Linked DNA regions of Mus musculus: region 2 is linked to region 1. A link is a contact called in public HiCAR-type data. All regions are on one chromosome and are shown on one strand. The core of a region is the stretch at or near the end of the contact, and the rest is flanking DNA. Distances in the headings are between cores, read along the strand shown. Region 1 holds the start of Cdk7 (cyclin-dependent kinase 7). Region 2 overlaps Pik3r1 (phosphoinositide-3-kinase regulatory subunit 1).

Region 1 (4,164 bases), core at 832-3,331:
CCTTCTGAAGAGCTGTCAGTGCTCTTACCCGCTGAGCCATTTCACCAGCCCAGCACTGTGGAGTCTAACTACATGTTTATTGTAGCATGTAGGATTCTGATTATAACCTGGTTAGTTATGTAGTTGTAGAATTTTGTGATTTATGAATTGAGTATTAATCAACCCAGGATTATAGAAAAAACTCCCAATGACCAATAACAGATTGTGTGTGTGTGTGTGTGTGTGTGTGTGTGTGTGTGTGTGTGTGTGTGACTGTAGGCCAGGCTTTCCTGGAAATTGCAAGGTTCCTGCCTGTGTTTCCAGTGCTGAAGTGCACTGCCATGCCTGGCAGGACAGGGATGTGTAGGGATGGAACAAGAACAGGAAACAGTAGAGGGAGAATCCGATTGCTTAATTACGCTTACTTTACTTTTTCATATGGGTTAAAGTACTTCTTTATGTTACCTAAAACTGGCCAGCTTGGGAGAACTGGCTGCTAGTTCCTTGGAAAGTCAGATTAGTTTCTGTCTAATGCAAAACTTCATTATGCCCCCAATTTTGGTTTGATATGGTGAACCTTGCATGGATCTCTTAAATTTTATTAACAAAAGTATTAAGGGGCTTGGAGATCAGGAGTCCTCTATTTGCACGTATGCCTGCATGACAGGACACTAGATCTTATAAGCCACCATATGGTTGCTGGGAATTAAACTCAGGACCTTTGGAATATGCAGTCAGTGCTCTTATATGTTGAGCCATCTCTCTAGCCCTTGGATCAACTCTTTTTTTTGGTTTTTCAAGACAGGGTTTCTCTGTGTAACCCTGGCTGTCCTGGAACTCACTCTGTAGACCAGGCTGGCCTGGAACTCAGAAATCAGCCTGCCTATGCCTCCCAGTCCACTGCCCAGCCGAAGATCAATTCTTTTTTTTTTTTTCCTTTTTTTTTTTTAAAAGATTTATTTATTGATTATATGTAAGTACACTGTAGCTGTCTTCAGACACTCCAGAAGAGGGAGTCAGATCTCATTACGGATGGTTGTGAGCCACCATGTGGTTGCTGGGATTTGAACTCTGGACCTTCGGAAGAGCAGTCGGGCGCTCTTACCCACTGAGCCATCTCACCAGCCCGAAGATCAATTCTTAAATCCACCAGGGAATTGAGGCCTCAACAAAACCACCCTCTACCCTGCAAACTGGAAACAAAGATATGACTCAAAAGGAAACCATTGCTGGAGCCAGTAATTGACAGCTAGGCTTAAAGTGAAATCATTAATTACATAGCAAACACTGTTACTATGTGTAAAGGCTCTGTATGTTTTTCTTTTTCTTTTTTAAGATTTATTTTTTATTATAACTAGTTACACTGTAACTGTCTTCAGATGCACCAGAAGAGGGCGTCAAATCTCATTCCAGGTGTTTGTGAGCCACCATGTGGTTGCTGGGATTTGAACTCAGGACCTTCCAAAGAGCAGTCAGTGCTTTTATCTGCTGAGCCATCTCACCAGCCCCTGTATGTTTTTCTTAAATCATTAGTTTCAAATTTTTATAAGACCAAAGGCTCATTCTATAGCATTCAGTAGGACTTGGTTTTGATTTCCTGGGCCTGTTTCTTCATAAATCAGCCTTTAAGAACTTGAGGGTGGGACGGGGAGGGGTACCCGATTGGAGGAAGTGGGGCAGAGATCAGGATGTAAAGAGAATAAGTCAATAAATTAGTGGGGGGGGGGGGGAGGAAAAAAACATGCACAAAAAGAAAAACAAAACAAAACAAATGGAGGGGTTTGGTGTCCATAGAGACTCAGGCGACACAGTAACGCAAAGCAAGACAGCTGCAAGGGCAAGCCCTTACACTTCTGCTACATTCCGAACTTAGAAATACCACGTCAGAACCCTGGCCTATCATCTTTGGAAGCAAAAAAAAAATCCACGTTAAAGACAAAATCCAGTAACAAATGGACACTGACTGCAGTCTAGGACAGCACAGCTTCCGGGTACTGTGTGCACGTGGCAGCGGGGAAGGGCAGGGTTCGCGGCCCAACTCAGCTTCCGTAGGACTGGCCCCGCCCACAGCGGAAGTATGGGCGGGACCCGTAGGTCGTGTGCGTCCAGCGACCGGAAGTAGCTGTTGGGCAGCTTTCGGACGCTTTAAATTCCTGCGGGGTGGAGGGCTTAGCTTGGGTGCCCGGGTCTGGTTTCTCACTCGCATGGCTGTGGACGTGAAGTCTCGAGCGAAGCGCTATGAGAAACTGGACTTCCTCGGAGAGGGACAGGTGAGGCCTGGGGCTGAGTTCTCGCGCAGGCAGGCACAGCCTGGCCACCGCCGGCTGCTCGGTCCCCTTGTCACCATCCCTGAATTGCTTCTTCCCTGCTGAAGAAGAGGCCTCCAGACCACGTAGCAGGCCGTGGCCAGTCCCCTCCAGAATCAGGGCTTCTTTGTTCTTAAAAGGGGGAGGTGGGGAAGGGCCAAAAACCAACCAGCAGGTAAAGAAAGACCTCTTACGACTTTGTTACTGTTCCCCTTTCTAGTTTGCGACGGTCTATAAGGCCAGGGACAAGAACACCAACCAAATCGTCGCCATTAAGAAAGTGAGTTGCCTTTTTATGTTGTTTCCTCTCCAGTCTTTGCGTCTTGCTTGCCACGTAGCCCTTGCTGGCACGGACCTCGCTATTTAGAACTTGCTGCGAGCCTTAACCCTTCTGCTTTGTGTTTGGGGGTTTGGGGGGTTTGCAGGTTTGCAGGCGTACTCCACCACGCCAGGCAACTCTTAGAGAGTAAATGCCCGTGCATTAACAGTTGATGGATGGCTGTCTGTGAGATAGTCTTGCTATGGAGTCCAGATTGGTCTCCCAACTCGTGGAAATCCTTCTGCCTCTGCCTCCCGAGTGCCGGGCATTACAGACATGGGCTACCTTCGGCTTCATCTTACTGCTCACAGTCACACTGATTGAAGGAGTTACAAGAACTCTATAGACAGTAGTATTTATTAGTATCCTGTGTTTCAAGATGGAACTCGGGCTGAAACAGTTTTTGTTCAAGTTAAAACGTTTCATCCCCTAAAAGTTGGTTGTTGGCTATGGAGGCAAGGACAGCGTCTCTTCAGTCCTTTTGGATGGCATGGTCTTTCCATGTCAAAGGTTGTTAAAGGTGTGTTATCTATACACGAAGGTTTTCATTGGCATCAGCAATACTGATAATAGTGTAATTTCTAGAAAGATTTAAGTATTCTTAAAACTTAAATTCATTAACAACACCCTGATATAATTTCCTGTGTGCCAAACACTTTTGACTATTTTTTTTTTCTTCCCCCACTTAACCTCCAAATAGTCCGTGAAATAGGTAAAGTGTCTTTGCCTCCCCTTTGAGGTACCTGAGGCTAGTTAGATGACTTGAGGGTCGCACAGCTAGGAATGTGGAGGCATTAGAACAGAGCAGTTGGTTGAGCTTCGTTCCTCTGCTGACATCTATAGCCAGCTCATGGTGACTCTGCGACTCCGAATAGAACTCAGGGCCTGTTGTGGTTGAGCTCTGTATTTCTGTGCTTCTTTGAATCTGTTGTTTCCTTTGTAATCTCACAATTCCTTTGAAGTATGGAGAATTACACTCGCATCTGGCAGCCTCCCCTTTTCATTCATTTAGTATTTGGCTTGCTGTCTTTTCAGTGATTCTGTTACTATCATTGTTTTATTTTAAGACATTATTTTTGTATTAATATTTTCAGGTGGGGGCGCTTGTGTGCCACAGGGCATATGCAGGATCCAGGACAACTGCAGAGAGAGCCTCTCTCTATGCCTTGTAGGTTCCAGGGACTGAGACCTTGCTTGGTAGCAAGTGCCTTGGCTGGGCGTGGTGGCCTATTTCTGTAAGCCCAGCGACTCCAAAGGCTGAAGCAAGAGAATCAAATGGTAGCATTTTCCAGAACTGGGGAGGTAGAGATAGATAGACAAATCCCAGAGGCTGCCTCCATGTAGCATTTCCTACGTGGTAGATGCCCGTGAGAGACACTTTCTCACAGAAACAAGGTGGACAGTGTCTGAGGAAAAACATCTGAGTTGGCCTCTAACCTGCATGTGCACACACACAAACATACATACCTACACCTACATTTGTGCACCCTTAAAGACATATATACATAAAGTTCAGGACCTTCTTGAGCTAAAGAGTAAGTTTCAAGGCTAGCACAGGCA
Region 2 (4,164 bases), core at 1,080-3,579, 990 kb before region 1:
GGGGACCCCCCACGCTCAGTCCAATCAACCATTGGCTGCTAAATCCACCTGAAAGGTGTAAATTTAATACTTTCCTATTTAGCTATGTTTCCAACTCCCCCCTAGAGTTTAAGAACTAGAAGCAGTTTAATATGGCTGGTCTTATTAATCCTATTAATCTTTGACAATTTCTCTCAGCTGCACCGCGAGGATCCCGAGATACTGGATATTTAGTTCAAAGTTCCCTGACTCTCACTGCCCATAGAGAAACCAGGAACAGCTCAAGCATGTTCCTCCTCTTTTGGATCCCCCTCCCCCCCTTTTCTTTTCTAGATATAGTGACAGTTGTGCCTAGAAGAGGATCTAGTCATACAAAACATAAAACTCACAGAGAGGCCACGGCTGGCTTTTAACCCCTCTCTGGTTTTCCTAAGTGGCTTCAATGAGCATGTCTTTACAAGGCTGTTGCAAAAGCGACCAGCAGGCGGAGCCCTAACGCAGTCTTACAATGATTTCTTTTCACTTCTCCCCTTGAACGAAGTTGCCCAAGCGCTATTGGAGCCAATTGAAAACATCTGTTGTTTTATTTATAGCTACAATTTCTAAGAAGCATATTCTATAGCGGTTGAAAAAGGAGTTGACAGCTCATAATTCATAAAGTTACTGGGGCTAATCTGATAGAACAAAATGTACAAAACTCCTTCCCATGGTGCAGGCGCTATCACTTCCTGTTCAACCCTACAAAGAAGTAGTGGCTAAGCGGGGCGGAAGGGGAACACAGAAAGGGTCCTCTGTGAGATGCTAATGGCAGAAGAGAGCACCCCACAGCGAGGGCAGTGCCTTCCCCTCTGCCAGGCTGAGTCACTGGTTCTTTTTCATTAACAACATCCCAGGTATTTCCATTTATAGAAAATCAGCATTTTCCCACCAATCCCACTTTGCAGCCAGGAAGTTTCAGCTGCGTCCTGTCTGCAGGAGTAGGAGCTAAGGTGTTGATTAAAAAGCCTGACTGGTTGCCACCCAGATGGGCGGCAGGCTTATTTTACAACTTTTCATTCAGCAGGTTGCTCCTTTATATTGAGTTGCCTACTTCACGCTCCCCCCCCCGCCCCCCAGACCTTTAAGCAATTATTACGACACAAGCACTCCTCAAATGTCATCTCCCTGTTTGTTAGCTTATTCTGAGAATCTTTGGCGGAACAAGGTCAGATGCAATCAATATATACTTAATATTTTGCGACAGTTCTATCTACAGTGCTTCCTGGTATTGCAGTTAAGGGAAAAAAAAAGTTAGCCTGACATAAATGAGTTGCCATAGCTTAGTACTAGTTCCAACTGGCGGTGCTTGTAAGAGACTGTACTGAGACAGTCCATCTTGCTTCAGTGGGCCCATTTAACGTTCTTAAAGCCAAGGTCACTTCTTTAGTGAAGAGGTGGGTAAGTTTGTGTTCATTTATTTGATGAATGTGGTGTCTTTTGATAGAGGAAAATGTGTTCGCCCACCAGAATTAATTGCCCGCGCGGAACAGTAGTAGTAAAGACATATTGCTTGACTTCTTTCAAACCATGACCCTTCACACCATTAAGGCTGTGTTTACCTTTATCTCAAGATCATTTGCCTTTATTCTGTGGAATAAAGCTTTCTGCCTGTGTCTTTTTTTTTTTTAATTAAGGGGTTTTGTTAATGAATAACTCTGACTGTTACAACCTCAGTTTCTCATGTATTTCTCGAATTTTATTGTGAATTTTCCATTCAGTATTTTTGAGTCATTCATCTTTCTTGCCCATCCCATATGCAATCCATCTTTCTCTTCTTCTTCTTCTTCCTCTGATATTCTAGTCTCCATATATTTTGTTGTGGTTATTTATTTTTACACGTATGGGTGTTTTGTGTGGGTGCCGTGTGCATGTCCTGCCTTCAGAAGCCACAAGTCGTCACTGGATCTCCTGGGACTGGAGTTAGCCATTGTGAACTGCTGTGCGGGCACTGACAATCGATCCTGAGTCCTTTGGAAGGGCAGCTAATGCTCATACCCACCAGTGCCCAGGTCTTTACTGGACCTTTCTTCCACCTGATGACTCACAGTGAGCCCTTCATAGTTTGCCAAATATGATAAGTTGGCCAGTTATTTTTAGCTGAATAAACCCAGTGACATTCCTGAGGAAGAATGTGCTTAGTTTAGCCTTATGAGAAAAATATTTAATAAATGCTGTCCCAAAAATATTTAGCCTGGCAGGGGCTCAGGCCTGATAAAGGAGAAGTGATGGTAAGATGCTGACCCACCAATCCCAGCCCGACTTGAACAAACATGCTTCTTGTCACCAAGGCCCGTACGTGTTGCCAGGATCGTTTATATCCATCTTATTCAAAGCTTTTTGCAGCCTCTGTTCTTGGCTGGGTAACCTCCAGCGCGCACCAAGTGGGCCTCCCAAGAAAGCAAACTGGATCCATTCAGATTAGTTTGCCACTTAACTGCTGTACTAACTTTGGGCAAATCACGTCGTTATTTTAAATCTTCCTTTTCCTCATCTGTAAAATGGGGATAATTATACGGCCTCCCAAGCTCTTAGGGGTTTGAGAGTGAAAGACAAGGGGCTTCTCACCTCTAGTCATGGTAACTGGGCTCCACTGCATCTCCAATGCCCCATTTCCACAGTCTCTCCAAACCACACATCCAAACCAAGGAGTCTTGCCCTTAGCCAGAACTTCGGGACCTCAGTCAAGTTGTGACTCTCGAGATGCACCAAACAACAAGGGTCTCTGCCCCCAATATCTGTTGATATGACATTAGGTAGGATATCCAACTTAATCACTGAGACAGGGAGACCTTCTACTTAGTTCCATCTGCTGCGTAACACAAGGTGTTTTGCGGAGTTTCACTGTAAAACCAGCCTTTGAAACCAAGCACAGCTAGGGAACAGCTATCAGTATTCTGGCTCCTGGCGTCCTTTTCTCTTTATAGCTGGAGGAACACTCATCCTCAATTCTTGCTCCTTGAAAGTTGTGGTCTGAGATCTCGAAGCATGGGTATCAATCACTTGCTCAGCTGGAATTATTGATAAGTACCTGAAACCTTATACAGCAACCCTCTTTCTTCATCACTGTCAGAAACATTCTTACCCATAGAGGTGTTTTCTAAATACTTAAAAGAGTTTGCTACTGACTTTCTAGACAAAGGAAGTTTTTTGTTTTGTTTTGTTTTGCTTTGTTTTCACTTTAGGTGTGGATCTTGATACATGAGCTCAGGTTACCATAAAACCTTAGTAAACTCTGGTAATTTGGTAAAGACCTGGTAAGGAAGCCTTATGCCTCCTTCCACAGATCCTCCTCTGGAAAGTGTGAGACCACTGCTCTCATTATGAAGGACCCCCCCCCCCCCATACACACACACACACACACACACACACACACACACACAAACCTCATTTAAACTCAATAATCTTCCAGAGGCTGTCTCTTGAGTATCCTCACTTTAGGGGCAGAGGGTGGTACCTCAAAGGACTTCAACATATGATTTATGGGAAACACAATATAGTCCAAGGCAACTGAATCACATCCCTTACCTTGAAATGTACCATAAAAATAATTACAGATAACATTTATGACAAAATATTAATTGTTGGGTCTAGGTGGAGTATAGCCAGGCATTCAAGTTTTCAGTATATTTTTAAATGTCAGAGAAAAGTAATGGCTGACTAGGATGGGGTCTGGTGATTCTCTGTTGCCTCTGATGTCCATCCAGCCTTTCTTAAAACTCTCAGCATTGTTCATCTGAACCAGTTTACTGCTTTGGCAGCTCCTCCTCCTCAAATTCTGTCCTCCGTTGGCCAGCATTTGCTTCTGCCTGATCAGTGGGTTTGCCAGCTGAGATCAGACATCTTCCTGGCCTCTGGGGTCACCATGTTAACTTTCCAGTCCCTTCCATCTCCTCTAATTGCATCTGGGGCTTCTCAAACTCCTCCTATGATCTGGCTTCATTGGAGCATTTGTAACACGTTTTTATACATTTGATGGTGAGGTTTAGTATCAAATGTATATAGGAGAGATGTGAGCATTGCGTCCAGCCCTCGCTCACCTTGTTCTGCAAGGTGTTCCTACTTCCATCTGCTATGAACAGGGGTGCCCACTGCTCCACTGTGTGTACCCCTGATTACCTGTATATCAAAACAGTGTGAGAATGGAAG

The links. HiCAR-type assays count read pairs that join an accessible place to other places.
Region 2: a HiCAR-type map of astrocytes shows a contact between it and region 1, with 2.4 times the contacts expected there. The contact joins the enhancer-like site here to the promoter of Cdk7 in region 1. A contact is called at or near these places in 3 of 39 promoter capture datasets (cranial neural crest, hippocampal neurons and pre-B cells), 1 of 484 Hi-C or Micro-C datasets (cortical neurons) and 2 of 115 datasets of contacts at active chromatin or transcription factors (astrocytes and differentiating embryonic stem cells).

The regions. Positions count from the first base shown.
Region 1 is chr13:100,728,859-100,733,022 of GRCm38.p6, reverse strand. It overlaps Cdk7 (cyclin-dependent kinase 7), which reads left to right and starts at 2,081. Exons shown (of 12, transcript NM_009874.3): 1 at 2,081-2,249; 2 at 2,506-2,565. The coding sequence starts at 2,184.
Region 2 is chr13:101,716,021-101,720,184 of GRCm38.p6, reverse strand. The region is part of intron 2 of Pik3r1 (phosphoinositide-3-kinase regulatory subunit 1); the gene reads left to right. Among named protein-coding and RNA genes, the nearest start is that of Pik3r1, 50 kb to the left of the region's middle. Within about 2 kb of position 2,329, at least 22 of the 459 cell types and tissues checked have an H3K27ac peak or open chromatin away from gene starts, as enhancers often do. A contact at or near this core is called in astrocytes, where this site is marked.